2 separate regions of the Gadus morhua genome follow, and region 2 is linked to region 1. A link is a contact called in public Hi-C data. All regions are on one chromosome and are shown on one strand. Each heading gives the region's core, a stretch centred on a gene start, on an enhancer-like site or on the middle of the called end of the contact. The rest is flanking DNA. Distances are from core to core; before and after follow the strand shown. Region 1 holds the start of hint1 (histidine triad nucleotide binding protein 1). Region 2 holds the start of LOC115559928 (transmembrane protein 26).

Evidence for each region. A called contact is a pair of places that touch in the nucleus more often than the background predicts.
Region 2: a contact with region 1 is called in a Hi-C map of heart, with 2.9 times the contacts expected there. The contact joins the promoter of LOC115559928 here to the promoter of hint1 in region 1. A contact is called at or near these places in 2 of 6 Hi-C or Micro-C datasets (gill and heart).

What each region holds. Positions count from the first base shown.
Region 1 is chr15:22,581,056-22,587,843 of gadMor3.0, forward strand. It overlaps hint1 (histidine triad nucleotide binding protein 1), which reads left to right and starts at 4,465. Exons shown (of 3, transcript XM_030379114.1): 1 at 4,465-4,639; 2 at 4,938-5,042; 3 at 5,832-6,158. The coding sequence starts at 4,529. The coding sequence ends at 5,996. It overlaps LOC115559919 (a long non-coding RNA gene), which reads left to right and starts at 92. Exons shown (of 3, transcript XR_003979645.1): 1 at 92-873; 2 at 2,053-2,198; 3 at 2,358-3,822.
Region 2 is chr15:22,728,072-22,733,952 of gadMor3.0, forward strand. LOC115559928 (transmembrane protein 26) reads left to right here and starts at 3,318. Exons shown (of 6, transcript XM_030379122.1): 1 at 3,318-3,616. The coding sequence starts at 3,432.

The DNA of each region.
Region 1 (6,788 bases), core at 3,215-5,714:
GACAAGGAAGGATCAGTCACAGAGAGATCAGAAACATTGAGGCCCTTTGTGATAACCAGGTCTAGAGTGTGGCCCTTACAATGAGTAGTCTCTTTCACATGTTGGGACAGTTCAAATGTGTCCAAAATGGTAAAAAGTTTTTTTTGAAGAGCTGCATCATTAGAAGAGCTGCATCATCGTCAGATAAGGGTGGTGTGCATGACAATGGATGGTCATGCAACAAATATCAGTATGTGCACCCAACTTGGGTGCGATTTAAAAGCAGACCCCTGTAAGCCCTTGAAGACCCATTTCCCACATCCAGTAACCCATGACAATGTTTTTGTTATGATGGACGCTTGCCACATGCTGAAGCTGACACGCAATATGTTGCAGGTACACGCTCATTATTGCTTATTTTCTCTGACTGTTCTGCTTTTTATACATTTTAATTTTATTTACATAATTCTGCAGAATATGGTGCTTTACAGTTGACGTGTGCAGTGAAAAAGAATCTGATTCTGCAGGCATACAGCCCAATTAGAAGCATAACTGGCAGTATCAATTTGAAGTACATAGTTCAGCTGAACAATGTCCAAAAGAAAAGTGGACTACATGCTGCCCATCGAGTCACAGATAAGCATGTGAATTTTGCTAATCAGAAGATGAAGGCATGTTTGCATGATGATTTATGTATAGAGGGCCGCAATAGAAATGGGCTCTAGTGCTTTATTGTATTTTTTAATGTGCTCTTCATTTCTCCTTATAAACTCAATCAAGGTCTCCCTGGCTGCTCAGACTTTGAGTAACTCTGTGGCAGTGGCGCTCCACACCTTGCAGGACGTGGGCTATGCAGAGTTCAAAGATTGTGAGGCTACTTCTGAATTAATTAAGGTAATGCAGCTAGGATTTGCATCATTGACCAAAAACATTTCCCAACATTCTACTGTTAACTTCTTACCAACATTTGAGTGATTAATTGCTTTAACCCCTTTTAACCCTTTTAACACCCTCCCTCCCTTTGTAGTTGATATGTTGGTCAGCTACCCCAAAACTGAACATTTTGGCATCAGGAACGATTCAATAAATATGACCCTCCTCAAATTCAACACTATGCAAGAACTTGGTTAAAACTGTGAATACCTACCTCATACTTTCCTCAAAAACACCCTTATTGTTCCATCTCCGATTTACAGGTTTAAAGCAATGCAGCAATATACATTTTAAAAGCATAGCCACAGAGAAAATGGAGAGAAATCAAACCATGCCTCATACTTGGGTGTTTACTATCTGATACCTGTTGACACTAAGTTATAGTGATGATTTCAGTGCTTTGAGTTAATTTAGATATTTGTTTAAAGATAACAGACAAGCAGTTTGACATCTTGAACAGTCGCAATCCCAGAGCCAAAGGGTTCAAAGCCCCCCTTGGTTCCAGGAATTGGACAAGCACCAGGGAGTTCTTGATTAACGCCAGGGGGTACTTGCTCACTTTGAAGATGGAGGATGGCAAACCCCTTTACCGAACAAAGAGCTCTTTTAAAATAGCGACAATTAGTGATGCACTTGCAACATTTGTAGTCGCCAATATCCAGTACAAATTCTTAATTCTAATTAAATTATTGTGTGCTCAATTAGAAAAATAAGGGTTTATTTTATTATTCGAGATGTATACAAGTAGTCAATTTACAAATCATTAAATTATCTAAGGTTAACCTCTACCGGTTTCAGTGCCTCAAGTCCATGATATAAATTCAACAGATGCTCTGTTCTCTTGTTTATCTACAGTCCTCTGTGTCTTCTGCATCGAGTTCAGATGCTCTGTCCTCCTGTCTGCATCAAGTTCATAAGATGCTCTGTCCTGTAAGATGTTCTGTCCTGTCTCCATCGAGTTCATGAGATGCTCTTTTCTGTTTATGTATTGCATGGTCTGCATGTTATGTTGTGAATTGATTCAAGAAGGTTTTAGTGTCCTAAAAGTAATTTTAAGGATCCTAAACCTTACACAGATTATACTTTAAGGTCAGGGATGCAAACTAGTCAGCTTTAACACCCCTTTATTTGCTTTTGAAGGTTCCTCTCTGTCATGGGCTTCGTCATAAACATTGACACGTTGATGTCGATGGTTCCTGTGCTGCTCGAAGGACAGCGATATGTCCTGACCTACAGATTCAGCCAGGACCATTTGGAACTTCTCTTTAACTCCATCAGAGCATCCGGTAGGTTTCAAAATTTATTTTTTACGAGCCTCAACACTAAGTGACAAAGTTTCAGCAAATGCTTGGATTGTTTTCAGTTTTTCGGTCTATATGTTTTAAAGCATAAAGCATATATTGAATATCTGTGTAATATACTCGTATATCTTGTGTTTTTTTAAGGTGGCGCTGGAATAACAACCCAGTTCAAATAGATCTTCAGAAAGCTGATGGCCCAGTGTGGAGTTGTTAAACCATGCAGAGGCAATGGGACTGCACAGGATGAGACAGAGTCCCTATCAGCGGTCATCGACAACAAGCCTGTCAGCTGTAGATATGTCCTCTCTAGCAGGAGGAGAAGATCTTCCATCCCCATTTGCTGACATTCCTGCCCTAGTACATGACCACCACAGCAACCTTCCCGTCTGCTATGATGGTCTTGTGGACAATGCTCTCGTGTACATTTCAGGTGAAGGCTGACTGAAAGTCGATTTTGCCTATAACCGATAGTGCCAATAGTCAACTCTGTGAGAGAACACTCTTGACAGTCCAAAAAAAGAAATGTTTCCTTAATTTCCCCACGCATATTATTGTAAGTTATGATATTATACTAACCCAAATTTCAGGATTTGTTGTGAGACGGGCTCTGAAGAAGCTGTCCTGTGATGTCTGCCGTGCCAGCCTGGTGACAGACGCTGCATCTGCCATCAAGGACCAGAGCTACCACCTGCTGTGTCTAAGAAACAATGGAGGCCTGGTGATTCCATCAGAGTGCACAGTGAGGGTCGTCAGGGCAGCAGGGTGGGTCATTCGCCAGGCATCAGCTAGTTTCAGACGATCACAGCCCTTCAAACTGCTAGAGGTCTTGTACATTGTACGGAAGAGGATCGGGTCAGAGGATGTGTTTGTGCTCAGGGAGCACATCGGCGACACGCAGTGTGGCATAGACAGCCATCACCATACGTTGCTAACACTAGTTGTCTCTTTGTTTTTTAAGTTAAGGCTACACCACATCGCTAAAATGACTACACTAAGCTTACAGAGCAACAACATTCGACAGAAGCTCAATAAAACAGTCCTTTTCAAAGGGCATTAGCCCAATGTTACGCCCCTGGTGGGTCTCTCTGTGGGCCCGCCCATTTTTGCTGCCTCTCTCTCTCTCCACATTTAGTTCTCTGCAAACCTATGGTGACATCATGCCTTCAATGTGTCTTAAACAGCCACAAAAGTTGCACATATTATAATCATATTTCATCGTATCTGTCTAAATGCATACTTGACTGTAGATAGATTTGAGTGAAGTTACCAACACAATAGATTGCTGAGTTTTAGTAGCCCAAATATTGATTTAACATAAATAACATGAATACGTTGTGCATGTGTGTATTTACTTCACCTTTCTGTTCTGTTTAATGTTCATTTCATATGAAAACACATGGTTATAATTACATACATCTTTGTACAGGGTGGGGATTTCAACGTGCAGCCTTTCTTGATGTATATTTGTAAAGGGAAATATTGTACCTATTTTAGAACATTATTCTATTTTTCTTAGAACCTAACAACTATTCATAAGTATATACTGTCATACCTACAACTCTGACGTTTATAAGAAAACCAACCGGTTTGAAAATCGGTTGAAAATTGAGCATGTTATGGTTATTTTAAAAGTACATTAATCAATACCAGCACAATGTTATTGGTGAGCAGCTTACTGTGGTAAGATGGCCGCCAGTGGTGACGTTCGACTCCATTGGCCAGCACCGCGGACGAGGCATCTAGTTATATATCTATGGCTGCAACGCTTAAAAAATATGATATTTGGAACGCAGCCCCATTTTTCCTGCAGTACTACGTAGGCCTACTACAAGCACTTTTTCTTTTTACTTGTAGTACATACTGTAGTATACATACAATTGGGACACACTACAGGTGACTTCGCTGATTTCAACATCCTGGTAGTTTTGGCGAACTGCATTCTCCTATGTCATACTCAATATTTTTCTGCCATACTGAATAGTATGATAGTATTGGTTATTGGAACGCAGCCGGGCATGTTGACTTATTTAGCTCACTTCCGTGTTGGAAAGCGAAACCAGAGCCAGCAGCCAATCACTGAACACGCTTCCAAATGCTCGGGCATGAATCTACCAATAGCAGTCGGTATGCACGTTACAGCTCCCAAGACCCTAAGTAGTGTTGCCAGTTTGGGCCTGATTTCCCACCCAATCTGGCAACGCCTGCAGCAGAGCACTGCAGCCAGTGTTGCCACATTGGGCGGGAAATCTGGCCCGCCCAATCTGGCAACTCTGATCATAAGGGGGCAGTAGTGCTGCGCTCTCGTCTCGACCACCATGGCGGACGAAATAGTGAAGTCGCAGGCTGCCCTGCCAGGTGGAGATACGATCTTTGGAAAGATAATCCGCAAGGAGATTCCTGCAACTCTTATATATGAAGATGAACAGGCAAGTGTTATTGTTGCAACGTAACGGTAGGCCAGCTCTGCATACATAGTAGCCTTTATCTTTGCACCTGAGGTGTTATTAAGTGTCTGTAGAATACCAAATGACCTATTCCATAATGTATTGCATTGCATCATACTCCAATTTCTCATCTAATGTAAGTCTCCAAAATGTTTATTTGACCACGAATTTACAGTATAACGTCAGCCTATCTCCGCAATGACTGTCAGTAGTAATGTGAACCTGTCTTTTACTTAACATTACTTGGCCTTGTCTGATGTCTCTACTGCTTGTTTTTCAGTGCATAGCCTTCCCAGACATCGCTGCTCAGGCACCTACTCACTTTCTGGTGGTCCCGAAGAAGCCCATAACTCAGCTGTCCCAAGCTGAGGATGGCGATGCTGCAGTAAGTACCACTCATCCAAATGGACTAATGTTCTTGTATTTATATGCTTGATAAGGTCATGCTTTGCTGAAATAACTATGGTAATAGAATATTTAAATCCTGTATGAACAGGGCTTTTCAGACTGGGAGTGAGATTTCATTGAGAGTTGGTCACCAACTGTGTGCGGGCACCATTTTGGGGCCCGCACACAGCAGACTTCTGTTTATTCATGACTATACTTCAAGTAAAGAAGCAGGACTATTGCAGCCATTTCCCAGCTTCTCATCTTTACCCCAACAATTGAAAAAGTAGTTTTTTGGCAACCAGAGGGATTAGGTCAATGATCACCATTGACCACCAGGTCTGGGACTTATTGATCCAGACATCACCTAAACAGGCTTAGGTCCTGCAGTTATTAGGCAATATGTGGTTTATATAGTTCATATTTAGCTAGAATCTCAATATATGACATTCAAAATCTATGTTACCGATTAAAGTTGTCTGGGTCTGGCTGTATGTATGTATTCAAAGCAGTCTCCAAGTAGTAAGTAGAGATCGGAGGAGTGGCCTGAGAGGGTGTGATGAGGGTCATCAGGCTTTATGCTGAGAGTTGGCGTCTCTGTTGAAGGACTGCAGTATTGATGTGGTCCCTGTTTCAGTTCCATCTACAGCCAATAGATGGAGCTCTTTCAATTAAATGGCATTCTTTCATTTTGACTGTAGGAGCTACTATGCTGCTCGGAAATGTTTATTAGTTCCGTTTGGTGTGACGCCTACATTGAAGCTTGATACCCTGTGTGTCTCCACAGTTGCTGGGCCACTTGATGCTTGTGGCGAAGAAGTGCGCGGCCCAGCTGGGGCTGGCTAAAGGCTTCAGGGTGGTGCTGAACGACGGGCCCGATGGCGCCCAGTCGGTCTACCACATTCACCTTCATGTCATGGGTGGGCGCCAGATGTCCTGGCCCCCCGGCTAACTGCCCAGTCTCCCACTCCCAGAGCCATCACCGCGGCACCCCTCTCAAAGAGTCTGTGCTGGGTTGTATCCAGTGTTGTTTGATTTAGTCTGAAATGGGTCTAGGAGAACTGGCATGAAATGAAAAATCACTGGTTATGTTCAATAAAATGCACTAAACTGATGCCGTCTGTTTATTTTGTATGATCTGTAGTTTAGAGATATTATATATCACTGTTTATGGTTGTATAAATGTACTTCACAATTATGCATTGTCATTTTTTATATATATACTTTGCATTTATTATATAAAATGTTTTCATAATAACTTATGTAAACCTACTTTAATTAAAGCATTGTAGAACCTGTGCTTAAGACATTGGGTGCAATTTTACTGTTATGGGGGTTGCCGTTATATACTGAAAAGGGGGCTATACCTGAGCTAGCCTGCCCGGGCCCTGGCTACATGAGCTCTAGCAGCACTAAGTTGGGGCCGAAGAGATCAGTCTTGACTTCACAAAATCTGATGTATCATGTAGTGCCATGGGGTTATAGTTTTAAGCCTATTTTCATCTGTCGTATCAGTTGTCGTATATACATGCATGTTATTCCCATAACCACCTTTTGGAAACGATTTTGTCCAAAAGTGGATGCTGGTATCCCCGTAATGTCACCTCTATTTAACCTGCTTGGTCAATTGAGTGGAATGTTTTGTGTTGTCGGTTTATTTAGTTTATTTTGCTAGGTCCCAGAGGGCACCACCATTTTAATTGAATGAATGGCCGGTAGGAAAGTGGTACGTTGAAACCTTGCT
Region 2 (5,881 bases), core at 2,068-4,567, 150 kb after region 1:
TGTGAGGAAATAGAGCACAGTTTGTTACGGTTTAGAAAGAACCCAATATGTTTTGCACTAAATCCCTTTCAATATCTCTTTATTTTTCAGCTTATGTCAAGAATTCCACACTGGAAGAGCTTTGAAGGCGTTCTGTGCTCTGAGGCGAATCATAATTGTCCAGCGAGGCCTCTTGCAGCTGTTGGGCTGAGACAGAATGAGTCATGTGTTATCCATTTAAGTCCAATTTCTCCCATGCAAATGCCTGACATGTGTGACAGTGCACGGCCCTAAATTTGAAACATATACATTGTTTTGAAACAGAGAGAGAATTGGGGCCAGAACCGTATGATTACTTAGCCACCTGTTTCTTTCATCATATGTGGTATTTAGCCTAAATAAAACGAATATGCTTTAGAACATTTCCACTGATTTCTTTCATGATTTTCATGCAGTGTCATCAACCATCAAATTAAAAAAGAAACCTTGCATAAAACATGCATTTAATGTATAAATATAGATTTGTTAGCCAAAGTCTATGAGTGCTTTTTATCTGAAACAGCAATATGTGACATGATATATTAATGGAGTTCGATTGTGGTGAGATCAACGCATATCAACTAGCCTTGACCGATATTACAATGGTTATAATTAAAATTCTTAACAGGCCATTTCAGACGACGTGTTACACTAGTGTTTTGATTTTCCTTTTCTCGCGAGGCTTTGCTTTAACGGTAATCGTTAAGTGTAGCAATTGTAGCCACAGAACGATATAACAACAATTAAGCCATTCTGTGGCCAATAAGTAGGACTTGGACTGCCATCTGCTGGACTGTTACAGTAACAACATCATGAGTGCTTTCAAGTGACCAATATAAATTCCACCGTAAAAAAAAAATATATATGTATGTGTTGCATTAGTGCGTAACAATAGCGTAATGTCAGAGCCGGACAGTAACGGAGTACATTTACTTGAGTACAGTACTTAAGTACAATTTTGAGGGATCTGTACTTAACTCGAGTATCATTTTTAGGGAGTACTCATGACTTTACTCAAGTCAATTTGAGGCAAATATTGTACTCTTTACTCCGCTACATTTCTAACCATTTCTAACCAACCGTGAGTACCCGTTATCTTCTAAAAAATAAAAGGAGAAAAGAAAAATCTCGGAAACCCTCAATTTGTTGTTTCCCTCTCAAACGTGATTGGATTGCGCAGGCGCCACTGATTAGGACAGCCTTCAGCCTATCAGCAATCACCTTCGCTTTCCGCCAAAGTCAACTCCATGGTCAGATTTAGATGAGACGATTGTTGATTTGATTGATGAAAAAACAGAAACTCACACATACATACAATTGTTAGCTGAATTTTATTTTCTGATATTGCATATTTATGTAAGCTGAGCAATTGTTTTTATGTTCTTGAGTATACTGTTATACTGTATACTATTGTGCTATTGCCTTGTGGGCAAGTGAGAAATGTTAAATAAAGCAACATGGTAAAAAGATGAAAATGACTTGATATTACTTTCAATTCCTTTTACATTCCTCAAGATATTACAATTTTTTATAAATCCATGTAGGACGTTTCTATACATAAATGTAAGCACTGTGGCAGTAATAATGCAATATTTAGAAAATGTACTCTTGCACTCTTGATACTGAAGTACTTTTAAAAACAAGTTATTCAGTACTTTTACTTAAGTAGACATCTGACTGTAGTACTTTTACTTGTACTTTAGTAAAATTTAGCAAGGGGTATCTGTACTTTTACTCAAGTAAGGAAGCTGTGTACTCTGTCCGCCTCTGCGTAATGTATGACTCTGTAGAAAATCTGTGTTATTCAGAAATAATTAGAGAATGGGCAAAGAAGAGCATAGCCTACATTGAGGAAGCATAACAACGTGCGTGTTTACTACTTATTGGCAAATTCCAGTTGTTGGAAGCTATCTATCATTGCAAAATAACAAAACATCAAGGGCCAGTCCTAACATGACCATGACCTACAAAGCTTTGAGCAAGCAAACACAAGTCAGGTTTCTATCCCATGTTTTTCTTGTGAGAGTCATTTTTCGCATTTTAGCATTGTATGGAGGTGGCCATGTAACAAGGAAGTTGATAAAGCAAAGATCTAAAAATAAGAAAATATCATATTGGCTAAAATAAAGCGACCAAAACATACACCTAAATTAAATAACAGTTAGTTTTTCATTCATGCATACATTTTTTGATTGTTTGAATGTCCTATAATTGTGAAACCATATAAGGTAACTTCAGATTGACATATCTGTATTAACAGTTTGACACAAGGCTGATGTCTAGTCAGCGGATCACAACTCGGTTTGCGGAATCACTGTGATTAATGATCCCTGTGAGCTGCTTCTGTGTGACACAAATAGCTGGATGGTAAGTAGAAAATGAAACAAAGACAGGAAGAGTAGGCTACGTCCCCTCTCCAATGTTTCCGGCCCCATATGTCGTTTCCCTCGACATCGCTGGATGGCTTGAATAACAACGCACTGGGAAAAATCCCATGCAGCAACATGAAGCCAAAGACACCCTGTCCACTCCTAAAATGAGATTTTTATGAACTTGCAATCCAGGTGGGAAGCTACTGTTCAAATTGACTTGAGATGCTCATCTGCAGCGTTATGTTGCACCCATACGTATATGAAAACGTTCTCGAAAGGGACAGCTGCTTCAGGTTCCATGGGGTGTACATTATCAAAGTTTTGACACAGTCTGCCCACACAGACAAGGGGGTCAAATCACCTTGGAAACGTCTCTTCTTCTTGAGGAGACAAACCTCACAAACTTTTACAGGTGCACTATTGGTCCACGGTAGCTTCACAGTCAAGGAGCTTCTATCGCAGGGTGGTCAGGTTGGAGAACACATTATTGCCAAATAGCTCCCAGCCCTAAAGGACTACCACACCCTCAGAAAAGGATTGTTAAGGACTCCCACCACCCGTCAAACAAAACGGCATTACCTCTGGCGGCAATACCAGCAGGCCTACACATCGGCAGACGAGCAGACTGAAGTTTCTATCTGTAGAGCCGTCAGGCATCTCAATCTTACATTCACGTGTCACTTTAGAACCGTATTAACCGTAATGCCTCATAATCTGGCAATTTGTACTTTGCACGCAACTGGATCAGCACATAATTGTCTATTTTGTCCAGTTATATTATAACCCTGTAATATACTCATTGCTTTCCAGATTATTTATCTTTATGTATTGATACATAAAAAAGATTCTGCCTTAAATTGGTGGGTACTAACCTTACGTTAAATAAAATAAAATACTTTAATCTGAACTTGAACGGATGATGTTCGTTCTGCTCCATGGGCGGGGCTTAAACTTTGGGGACAATGTTCAAATGTATTAAAGTGCACCAACGAGAACAGAGACCACATTGCTCCGTGCACATGCTATCGTGTTGGATCCGTCATGTGGACGTTTATATCTGCTGTGTTCACCAGAGCGTGTTTTATTCTTGTATCGCTGGTAGGAGTCTGTAGAGTGGCATGGGTCAAGAAAAACCCTTACTACTGGCTTCTGACGCTCCTCTTCCTACCTCAAGTCGCCGAGATGGTGATCACCATGACAAGGAGAAGAGGAAAAGATTATAAATGGTAAGATTTGCAGTTAAATTACCTTTCTCTTTCTCTTTTTTTTTTTTTTTTTTACAAATGTCCTTTGTTGTAGCCGGTCCAACTAGCTGGATGTCGTCGTCGCCCCCAGTCCGTCCGCCCCCCCCCCCCCCCCCCCCCCCCCCTTGCAGGGAGACCCTTATCTTTTCACCAAAGGAGATCAGGCCATCCACAAGTACAATAGAGAGGTTTCCATGGGATTATTTTTCGAATTATCTGATATTTTGTATCATGTGTCAAGTGTCACCTCACTGGGCTCCAGATTTGTTCGCACATGCGACCAAAATATTTAATGGTGCGACTAATATTCTTTATAGGTAGCACTGGTGCAGACGATGCCCGGGTGAAAAAAATAATTTCCTTCCATCTCTCTGTGTTCTCCTGTAACCAAACTCACACTCATGGTTGTGATCGAAACCCGGTTCTATCAAGGACCCGGTTCCACTTTTTTCAAAACCCGAAAATCATTAACGTTTGGGCTTATCGGTACCATCGAGTCCCGTCGTTCATTTATTCATTTTTTTGTCCCGTAGGTCCTAATGTAATGTAATGTTGTGTCCCTCGAGTTGCGTAACGGCATTTAGATCGAATCAATCCAATCACTGCAGCGTGTCCACCAATGTTTTTGAAGGTAATTATAAGCAAACAGGTATTGTAGCCTAAAACAAGTGAAGTCTTGCAGTTAACTTTTCTCGCGAGGATGGCTGAACGTGCGAAAAGGGCGAAAATCATTTATTGTAATGGGGGGGAACACATCTCAATGGCCAAGCACATTCTTCTGTCCTTACTAAAAAGCGGAGTTATTGTAAAGTGCAATTGCAGTAGGTAAAAAAAGTATTCTTAAATCTGTCCTTTCTGTAGCTAAGCTGTCGTAGCCTCCCACTAAAAACACTATTTTGTTTACTCACTAGATTGTGCAAGGGATGCGTGTTATCGTCCATAATACTCAACAATTTCTGTACCATCCTTATCTCCATCACCACCTCCAGGGACAGCAGTCCCCAGCACATAGCCAGCCCTTCTAATCAGCTTGTTAAAGGGAAACTTCACCCATTTCCATTAAGCTTTGTATCGTTAGAAACCCACTCATATTTTCGAATGGTCGTGCATCATTACCTTATTTTCTGGAGAGACTGGAGAGATCCGTATCGATCCCCAACACTTCCTGTTTAAGATGACGCAATATGACGATTTTTGCGTAGAAGTAAATAGGAAGTGTAAGAGGGGAGGTTTCTCGTAAGCAGAGATGGGAGTAAGTCCCATACATGCAAGTCTCAAGTCAGTCGCAAGTCTTAGCCCTCAAGTCTCAAGTAAGTCCAAGTCGTCAGTAAGGAGGATCAAGCAAGTCAAGTCCAAGCACAGCTTTAGTCAAGCAAGTCAAGTCAAGTCTCATCATCAAGTCAAGTCAAGTCAAGTCATTATCAAATTCGTTTTTTTCAAATGTCTGTATTTCATCAAACCTGTTTTTCAGAGTCATTTCTTTTAAATGTAAGAAGATAAGTTACGTAATGAATCAGCACCCCTGATATGTGAAGTCATGATTTAGTGCCTCCTTAAATGTGCTCCCTCGTCCTCTGCCTTTCTCTCTACACGTGTCTGCATCCATAAGCTTGAACACCGCCTGCTAAGTATCTATCTATGCATGCATGCCTAGCAAAAGAGAGCAAACCAGAGGATGATGTGGGAGCTTGCCATTGTCGTAGATTAATCGAGATTTAAAACACTTAGACTAATTTAAGAGAGAGAGTAAAAGAAATCGAGGGGTCCGGAGCAAGAATTGAAAAAAACTTTATCGTGAAGAAAAACAACAACGACAACAGCCTGAGTGGGTTTGCAGAGTCACTCTCGAACATAGACTCCAGCTCCTCTTTATGCCCATACACACATACAAGAATTTGTCCGTTCTGAACCCAGATTCTGCAAGCACAATGCTTTCCACAATTAAAAATATAAAACCTATTAATAATCATGGTTTACCATAGAATATACTCACTAATTTCTACCACACATCCCCCCTTTGTGACTACTAAGATCACAACAAAAACATAACAGTCGTTTGGGTCATATTTTGCACTACATTTGATCATCATTAAAAAACCTTTAAACATGTTCAGTAGTCTCAACCTGGTTTAAGGCAAAAAAGATCTTATCAAATGTCTAACATGTCTAACTAGAATTCACACATAACACAGTATTTTCAGCATGCATTGAAAATTAGCATTTCAGAATATATGACATAAAAATATG